Regions from separate parts of the Pan troglodytes genome. Here regions 1 and 3 are each linked to region 2. A link is a contact called in public HiChIP or PLAC-seq data. All regions are on one chromosome and are shown on one strand. The core of a region is the stretch at or near the end of the contact, and the rest is flanking DNA. Distances in the headings are between cores, read along the strand shown.

Region 1 (2,800 bases), core at 128-2,627, 150 kb before region 2:
GACTGCCCAGGGGCTCAAAGTTAGGATGTAGCTAGTGAGATAAGATGCAACAACCGTGGAACTTGATCAACCCTATTTCAGAGCCATCGTGGATTCAGGAGCCCTCCTGTAGGAGATGGGAAACATTCAGGTGAGAGTCCTCAGAACTGGGGATGTGGCGAAAAGATCCTTGACTGCCAGCAGCAACCTAATTTCTGAGCCTCTTTCCTAATCTGTGAAATGAAGTAGTTTAACTCGTTTTTTATGCAAGCTGGTTTGTGATATAAGAATATGTACTAATAAAATCCCTTACGCATAGGCCTTTTTTTTTTTTTTTTTTTTTGAGATGGAGTTTTGATCTTGTTGCTCAGGCTGGAGTGCAATGGTGCGATCTCAACTCACTGCAACCTCTGCCTCCTGGGTTCCAGCAATTCTCCTGCCTTGGCCTCCCAAATAGCTGGGATTACAGGCATGCGCCACCACGCCTGGCTAATTTTGCATTTTTAGTAGAGACAGGGGTTTCTCCATGTTGGTCAGGCTGGTCTCGAACTCCCGACCTCAGGTGATCCGCCCGCCTTGGGCTCCCAAAGTGCTAGGACTACAGGCGTGAGCAACCGCGTCCAGCGGCATTCTTTCCCCCATTCGCTGTTTTATTTTATGCCACAATGAGAAGGCGGGGCTAAGCAAAGTAGGTTTTTGTTTTGTTTGGTTTTTTTGAGACGGAGTTTCGCTCTTGTTGCCCAGGCTGGAGTGCAATGGCACCATCTCGGCTCACCGCAACCTCCTCCTCCTGGGTTCAAGCGATTCTCCTGCCTCAGCCTCCCGAGTAGGTGGGATTGCGGGCACGCGTTGCGCCACCACGCCTGGCTAATTTTGTATTTTTAGTAGAGACGGGGGGGGGGTTCCTCCATGTTGCCCAGGCTGGTCTTGAACTCCCGACCGCAGGTGATCCGCCTGCCTCGGCCTCCCAAAAGTGCTGGGATTACAGGCGTGAGCCACAGCGCCCGGGCGCAAAGTACGTATTTTTTATTATAGTTTGTTGTTATTGCTGTCATTCCTATTTTGAGGTGATTAAGTACCCTCCTGGGCCTGACTCGAACAAGACCACGGTCGGTTGCTCCTCCCTCGCCTCCATTCCTACTTACAGGATGGCAACTGCGCGTCACCTGACCAGAGACAAGGCGGGACGCGAGGCTAACAGTTTGTCCTCAGCGCGCCGCCGTAGCCCCCGCCGCCGGCCGCGCGGTGGCCCCTCCCGCCCACGCGCCAGAGTCGCAGTGGGCGGGCCTACGTGCTCCGCCCGCTGTGAGCCTGTCCGGCCCCCGCCCGCTCCGGAGCAACCCGCGAGCTTACACCGGCTTCTCTCTGTTCTCAGCCTGCGCGCCGCCATCGCCGTCATGCTGGGCGCCGCTCTCCGCCGCTGCGCTGTGGCCGCAACCACCCGGGCCGGCCCTCGAGGCCTCCTGCACTCCGCCCGGACCCCCGGCCCCGCCGCGGGTAAGGCCCCTGCTTGCCACTGCCCGCGCCCTCGTGTCCTTGCGGTGACCTGGGTCCCCGCCGCCACTCCGGGGCGGGCTCTCCCCGGCCTAGCCCTTGCCCTACCCTGGTTACTGAACCCGGTGACCGCGGGCCGCCCTGCCCGCCGCCTCGAGTAGTGGAGGACCTGAGAGCGCGCCCCCGGGGCCTCCCCCCGCGCAACTTCCTGGCTGTGCCACCGCGGACAGGTCAGATGTGGACCTGCTGTGGGCACCGAGGAGGGGACGCAGCGCTCCCCTTCGGTTCCCGGGCCATGACCCTGCCCCGGCGCCGACCCTGCGGCCACCTGACCGAGAGTGGCCGCCGCCGGCCTGCAGCGCCTCGGCGAAGGTGACATTGAGCCTCCGGGCACGCCGCTTGGGGTCCGAGGACACAATATGCTTCCGTATGGGACACACGATTATACTTTTCAATCAGGCATTTCTCGGTTAGCGATTAGTGTGTCACCTTCACAGCCTTTTCCGTCATTTTTAGGGTCTGCTGTGCCACGTTCTAATTCTTCCACGTTTAAAATAGATGGAAGTGTGTGGTTGTTTCCTGATCTCCGGAAGATAGCCAGAGTTTTGATAGGGCTTATGATAAAAATATCACTCTTTTGAAAATTGAATGTCACAGACACAGGAATACTGGGTTTTACAAGCATAGGAACGCTTCGTGTTTTTTCCCTTTTGTAATAGAAGCCTGATTGCTGGAGTATGAGACGTGCTTCTGATTTTTGTCTATTTTCCTTCCCTTTATATGTGTGCTGGGAGGTTTTGAGTCCACCACCATAGAATAATTACAGTAATTGCACTTCGATCTTGGTCCGTGATGATTATATAAGCTACATTTTGAAATTTAGCTTCTATGCATGCATATTATATTTTATTTTTGAACCTGCATCACTGGCAACTATGCATGCGTATTTAAACATAAGAACTCAGAAACTCGTTTCAGGGTATGCTGAAGTTAAAAATTAAAAAAAGAACTCAGCCGGGCGCGGTGGCTCATGCCTGTAATCCCAGCACTTTGGTAGGCCGAGGCGGGCGGATCACCTGAGGTCAGGAGTTCAAGAGCAGCCTGGCCAACATGGTGAAACCCTGTCTGTACTAAAAATACAAAAAATTTAGCTGGGTGTGGTGGTGGGCGCCTGTAATCCCAGCTACTCGGGAGGCTGAAGCACAAGAATCGCTTGAACCTGAGAGATGGAGGTTGCAGTGAGCCGAAATCGCGCCATTGCACTCCAGCCTGGCCGACAGAGCAAGACTCCGTCTCAAAAAAAAAAAAAAAGAACTCAGAAACTCAA
Region 2 (2,700 bases), core at 194-2,693:
CTCCCTCATGCACTCCCTTCCAATTTGGGTTCTGACAGTGGCTCCTGGGAGAATTCGAACCCGTGCAAGGGAGTAAAGGAGAGAAGGGAGAAGTGGGAGAAGGGAATGGGAGTGGACGCGACAGTGGCAGCAACAGAGACTAGACGCGCGACCTCCACCCTCTTCCCTCCAGGGGACACTCCGGGACGGCCAGGCACTCACCTCTCTTGGGGCACTGCGGTCCGGGCCACCTCGCCGCGGGCGGCATCAGCGGCCTGCGGGACGGTCCATGCGGTCAGGGGGGAGGGGAGGGGCGCAGGGGTCCCCAGGGGGTGCGGTACAAAGAGGTACGGGTGCAAGGAGAGGGGAGGAGGGACCGCCAGGCAGAGGCAGGGGGACGGACGCACGGCCCGGGTCGCGGAGGGAAGAAAGGCGGGGGAAGGGGGCGGGAGGGAGTCGGGGGGAGGAAACAATGTAGCCGGCGCGGCCCCGGCAGAGTTCCGCTTCCGAGCGCCGCCACTGAGGTTCGATTTTGGAACGTCGCGCTGGCTGCCGGGGGCCGCCCCGGACGCTCGATCGGGGCCGCGGGGCTCCTCGCGCTCCACGCCCCGCGGGCTCCGGCGGCCAGAGGCTGGCTGGGGCGGGAGGGACGGCGGGCCGGTTTACGGCCCCGACGGCGGCGCAGCCGGGCGGTCGCCCGGCTCGGACCCCACCCCGGCAGAAGCCCCCGGGCAAGGCGCGGGTGGGGCAGGAGCGGGAGGGCGGCAGCGGGCTCGGCGGCGGCGGCCAACCTCGGCTCGCCCAGGGCTCCGCTGGGAGGAAGCTCGCAGGCCTGGCGAGAGGAAGCGCGGCCCGGATCCTCCGCCCGCGGCAGCGCGCCTGCGCGAGGGGGCCTGCCCGGCGCGCGGCGGGGCGTGGGCCGGCGGGGCGGCGCCCCCTGCCGGGCGCCGGGGGCACTGCGGGGGGTGTGTCCGCGCCCACGCCCTGCCCCCACTTGCCGCCTGGCTGCGTTGAAGGCTCCGAGGGTCTCTCCTCAGCCGGCCTGGGAGCAACCTCCCAGCCTTCTCTGGACGCAGCTTTCCCGCTGCAGAAGCGCTGGGGGCCGGGCCTGGGCCCCTCTCCTCAGGTCTGTTTGTGGAGAGTGGGCCTGACTCGCAGCAGAAAGCCTTCATTCATTCATTCACCAACATTTCCTGGCGCTGACATCGTGGCGGAGCCTGCTCTGGAGTCTATTGGCAAGACCATTTCACTACCGTCAAGGCGTTCTCGATCGGGTGGGGGTAGGCTGACAGGCCGACAGACAACGGCAAGGAAATAATTGATCAAAGTGGAGAGGTGGCGGACACGGTTCCCAGGAGGCAGAAAGAAAACTAGGGCTAACGGGGAGACCTCACACCTCACAGAGCCGGGACCAGGCAGAGGGAACAGCATGCACAAGGGCGGGGAGTGCGGAGGGAGCTTGGTGGCTTCTGGGATCTAAATATAGCTCAGGCGGCTGCCGCTTGCAGTGTGGGTGGGGGAGAGTGGTGGGAGATGGGTTCCTGCAAACAACAGGGGCAAAAGAGATCCAAAGAGCCTCATGGGACTTTCTTGGAGTTTATGTTCAGCCTGGAGGCAATAAAGAAGTTGTCAGCAGCTCTGTGACCTTGGGCAAGTTACTTAACCTCTCTGTGCTTTAGTTTCCCCATTTGGTAAAATAGGTGATATATAATGGCACCGACTTCTTAAGTTTTTGTGGGGAGGGGAGGAAATGAGTTAATACGTTTAAAGTGCTTAGTATGCAGTAGCTGGCACGTGAGGAGCCCTCCGTTAAGCAAGGGCTGTTACATCACTGTTAACGAAAAGCAGGGAGATGACCTGCTCTGAGCCACAGGAGAGGACAGCGTGCTCAGGCATGACAGGGGTGGGAGAGTGCAGGGTGGCGGGGGAACAGAATGGGGATGCAGTGATGAGGGTGAGACCGGGGAACAGAATGGGGGTACAGTGATGAGGGCGAGACCAGAGACTCCAGCGTAGGGAGGAGGTAAAGGTGGGGGACTTTCTAGGGACTAGACCCTGAAGCAAGGGTCAGGCTTAGATGGACAGAGGGAAGAGGCACTCTTGGGGTTGGGGGGGAGGAAGTGGGGCATGCTGACAAAGTCTTGGAACACAAAATAAGCATGAAGAGGCCCGAGGGAGCGAGAAGAGGGCAAACAGCCCTGTGGGAGACGGAGCTGGGAGACAGTGTGGCTGCAGATTGTTTTAAAGAGCCTCGGATGCCAGGAGGAGTTGCCCCCAAAACCACAGGTCGGCCCTCTGACCCAGGGCACCCTTAGGCCGGTTTCCCAGCTGGAGCCAGCCCTTTGGAGAGGGATGTCCTTTGAGGAGACAGCCAGTAAGTTTCAGAGATAGGTGTGGTGTAACAGAAAAAAGATGAATTTGGGGTTCAAGTCTCCAAGTTAAATTTCAACCCGTCCACTTACTAGCTGTGTGACTTAGGGCTAGTTACCTAAGGTCTCTGAGCTGTTTCCTCTTTTGTAAGATCAGGCTCAAAATATACTTCTCTCATGATAGATAGTGCAGATTCAGCAAGATAACGGCCTGGGGGTGAGGGAGTGGAAAGGGTGCTCAGCAGAGCTGGTTTCCCTTTCTTTCCTCTGAGGTCAAGATGGAATGATAATATGGGGCCGGATGGGGGGCCGCCTCTCAGCCTAAAAGAAAGCACTTCAGCAGCTCTGCAAA
Region 3 (2,700 bases), core at 150-2,649, 170 kb before region 2:
ACCTTACACAACCCTCGGTTCTCCACGCCCCGCTACGCGCTGCCGACAGTCTTTGTTTCTTCCCAAGGCTGCTGTGCCTCTAGCCCCCACCGCTGTGTGGGGCCCATGGAGACTGGAGCGAGACCGAAGTCCCGGTTCGGAGCATACCCCGAGGGTTCCTGATCCCACCAGGAGACGGGGAGGGGGTCAGCCATTCACACATTGCGGTGCCAAGGTCCAGGCGCCGCAGCCACTCCCAGGAAGTGGTAAGAGGGTAAACCCTGGTTCTGAACAGCAGGGACCGAGGGCCGCTCCCAAGAAGTGATAAGGGGGTAAACCCTGGTTTTGAACAGCAGGGACCGAGAGCTGCTGCAGATGCCCAGAGGGCGAGAACAGCGGGAGGAGGGAGAAGAGCGTCTGGCAGCCCCATCTCCAACTGAGGCCCAGCAATCCAAGGCACCGTCATGCCCCCAGCACTTTCCCGGTTGCCCGCCCGCCCCAGCTCTCTGTGTCCCTCCCCGCCACGCCCCGTCACAGTCCCCTGGCTAGGACCAGATCTGCCGCCCTCCCTCAGTCCTGACTGCGTAGGGCGGGTGGAAGGAGGACGGGCGAATCCCGAGAGCAGTTTTAGGGAGGGTCGGGCCCCTTCTCAGACCCCCTCCCTTCCATCAGTAGTCCTGACAGCCCCCAATCTCATCTTTCTCTAATGCTTCTCTCACCCGGCAGGAGACCCCGGGCCTCTCTTTCGGTCCCGTGGAGTTTCCGCCGGAGAGGCATCCAGTAGTTCCATAATGCCCCCAGGGCTTCAACTCCCCACCTTCCTCCCTTCTTTCTCTCTTTTATTTTTTTTTTAAGTCTTTTTAATTTTTGTGGGTACATAATAGGTGTCTATATTTAGAGGGTACATGAGACGTTTTGATAAAGGCATGCAATGCATAATAATCACATCCTGGAGAATGGGGTATCCCTCCCTTCTCTTTTGTATTTTATTTAATTAATTAATTAATTAATTTTTTGAGACAGAGTTTTGCTCTGTCGCCCCGGCTGGAGTGCAGTGGCGTGATCTCGGCTCACTGCAGCCTTCAGCTCCCGGGTTCAAGCGCTTCTCCTGCCTCAGCCTCCCGAGCAGCTAGGATTACAGGAGCGCGCCGCAACGCCGAGCTGATTTTTGTACGTTTAATGGAGACGGGGTTTCACCATGTTGACCAGGCTGGTCTCGAACTCCTGACCTCAAGTAATCCGCCCACCTCTGCCGCCCAAAGTGCTGGGATTAAAAGCGTGAGACACCGCGCCCGGCCCCTCCCTTCTCTTTTTTAAAACCTGCGTTCACCTAGCCTCCTTTCGAAAAGGACCCCACTGGATCTCAAGGGGCCAGTGTTGCCTGAGCGAATTCCGCCTGGGAGGAAGGGGGCGGCCACGTTGGCAAGGCATCGTGCCTGGCTCACCCTAAAGCGCGCAGCTCTAAGGGTGGGCTCTTGGGCCTGGGTGGAGCGAGCCTACCGCCTTTTCAGAAGAGGTCACGCCCGCTTCCCCACGCGCCTCGGGGAACAGCCTGGCCCAAAGCCTCACTCTTCACGTCGCAGAGGTGGGCGGGGGTCCGGGAGCCTCGAGCTCCGGGCAGGCGTGGCGAGGCTGAAGTCTGGGTCTCCCGCGCCCCGCGAGGACCACGCCGCGACGTAATCGCCCGCGGGGAGGCGCGGAGTGGAGCCGCAGCCAGCTCCTCCCGCACTCTGCTGACCGCGCACTAGCTGTCCTTGAGGCAAGAATACTTGGGAGCGGAAAAAAGGTGGGGGTGTTCCCCGGGGCTGGGGAGGAGGGGCGAGGCCCCAGCAAGCCTCTTGGAAATCTCTCCCTGGGAGGGGACGAGGGGCGGCCTTCAGTTGCAAATGGGAAGGGCTCGGATACCGGATTTGAAGCAGTGTTTGCACCGCAAGCGCAGCTTTTATTTAGACTGCCGGTTTGTGAGGGTTGGCTCTCAGAGCGCTGATGGCGATTATAGTGGAACTTCACCTTCACCTGCTTATGCGCCCGGCAGCGCGCCCGCTCCCACGCCCGCGTAGCTGAGGACCCAGACTCGCCAGGAAAGGCTAGTGAGGCTGGGGCCCGGGCGGGCCGGGCCGGGCCGGGTCAGGGGAGGGGCCTGGCGGCAGGGGCGGGGCCTCAGCTAAAGGCGCGGAGCACCGGGCGCCGAGAGCGCTGAGTAGAGCGGCGCCCGCTCGGGAGAAGTGGGGCCGAGATCGCGCCGTCCCAGCCCGCCCGCCGGCGTCTGCGCTGCTCCGGCGCCCTTACCCCTGCTGGCCCTTGCAAGACGCGACCGGCGGCCATGCAGCCCCGGGGCTGAGGCCGCCCCATGGCAAAGCCGGCGGTCCCGGCGACGACGGCGCATGGAGAACTTCCGTAAGGTGCGCTCCGAAGAGGCGCCAGCGGGGGGCGGGGCCGAGGGAGGTGGCCCGGGCTCCGGCCCCTTCGCAGACCTGGCGCCGGGCGCGGTGCACATGCGGGTCAAGGAAGGCAGCAAGATCCGGAACCTGATGGCCTTCGCCACCGCCAGCATGGCGCAGCCAGCCACGCGCGCCATCGTCTTCAGCGGCTGCGGCCGGGCCACCACCAAAACCGTCACGTGCGCCGAGATCCTCAAGCGCCGCCTGGCGGGCCTGCACCAGGTCACGCGGCTGCGTTACCGGAGCGTGCGCGAGGTGTGGCAGAGCCTCCCGCCTGGGC

What was found. HiChIP or PLAC-seq counts read pairs in DNA pulled down with a chosen protein or histone mark.
Region 1: a contact with region 2 is called in an H3K4me3 HiChIP or PLAC-seq map of stem cell-derived excitatory neurons, with 3 times the contacts expected there. The contact joins the promoter of COX5A here to the promoter of CSK in region 2. A contact is called at or near these places in 1 of 1 datasets of contacts at active chromatin or transcription factors (stem cell-derived excitatory neurons) and 1 of 1 other capture datasets (stem cell-derived neural stem cells).
Region 3: an H3K4me3 HiChIP or PLAC-seq map of stem cell-derived excitatory neurons shows a contact between it and region 2, with 3 times the contacts expected there. The contact joins the promoter of RPP25 here to the promoter of CSK in region 2. A contact is called at or near these places in 2 of 7 Hi-C or Micro-C datasets (induced pluripotent stem cells and stem cell-derived neural progenitor cells) and 1 of 1 datasets of contacts at active chromatin or transcription factors (stem cell-derived excitatory neurons).

Annotation. Positions count from the first base shown.
Region 1 is chr16:66,897,841-66,900,640 of NHGRI_mPanTro3-v2.0_pri, reverse strand. COX5A (cytochrome c oxidase subunit 5A) reads left to right here and starts at 1,377. Exons shown (of 4, transcript NM_001118913.1): 1 at 1,377-1,476. The coding sequence starts at 1,377.
Region 2 is chr16:66,743,354-66,746,053 of NHGRI_mPanTro3-v2.0_pri, reverse strand. CSK (C-terminal Src kinase) reads right to left here and starts at 1,443. Exons shown (of 14, transcript XM_063794204.1): 1 at 978-1,443; 2 at 202-254.
Region 3 is chr16:66,918,079-66,920,778 of NHGRI_mPanTro3-v2.0_pri, reverse strand. It overlaps RPP25 (ribonuclease P and MRP subunit p25), which reads left to right and starts at 1,399. Exons shown (of 1, transcript XM_510676.8): 1 at 1,399-2,700. The coding sequence starts at 2,364.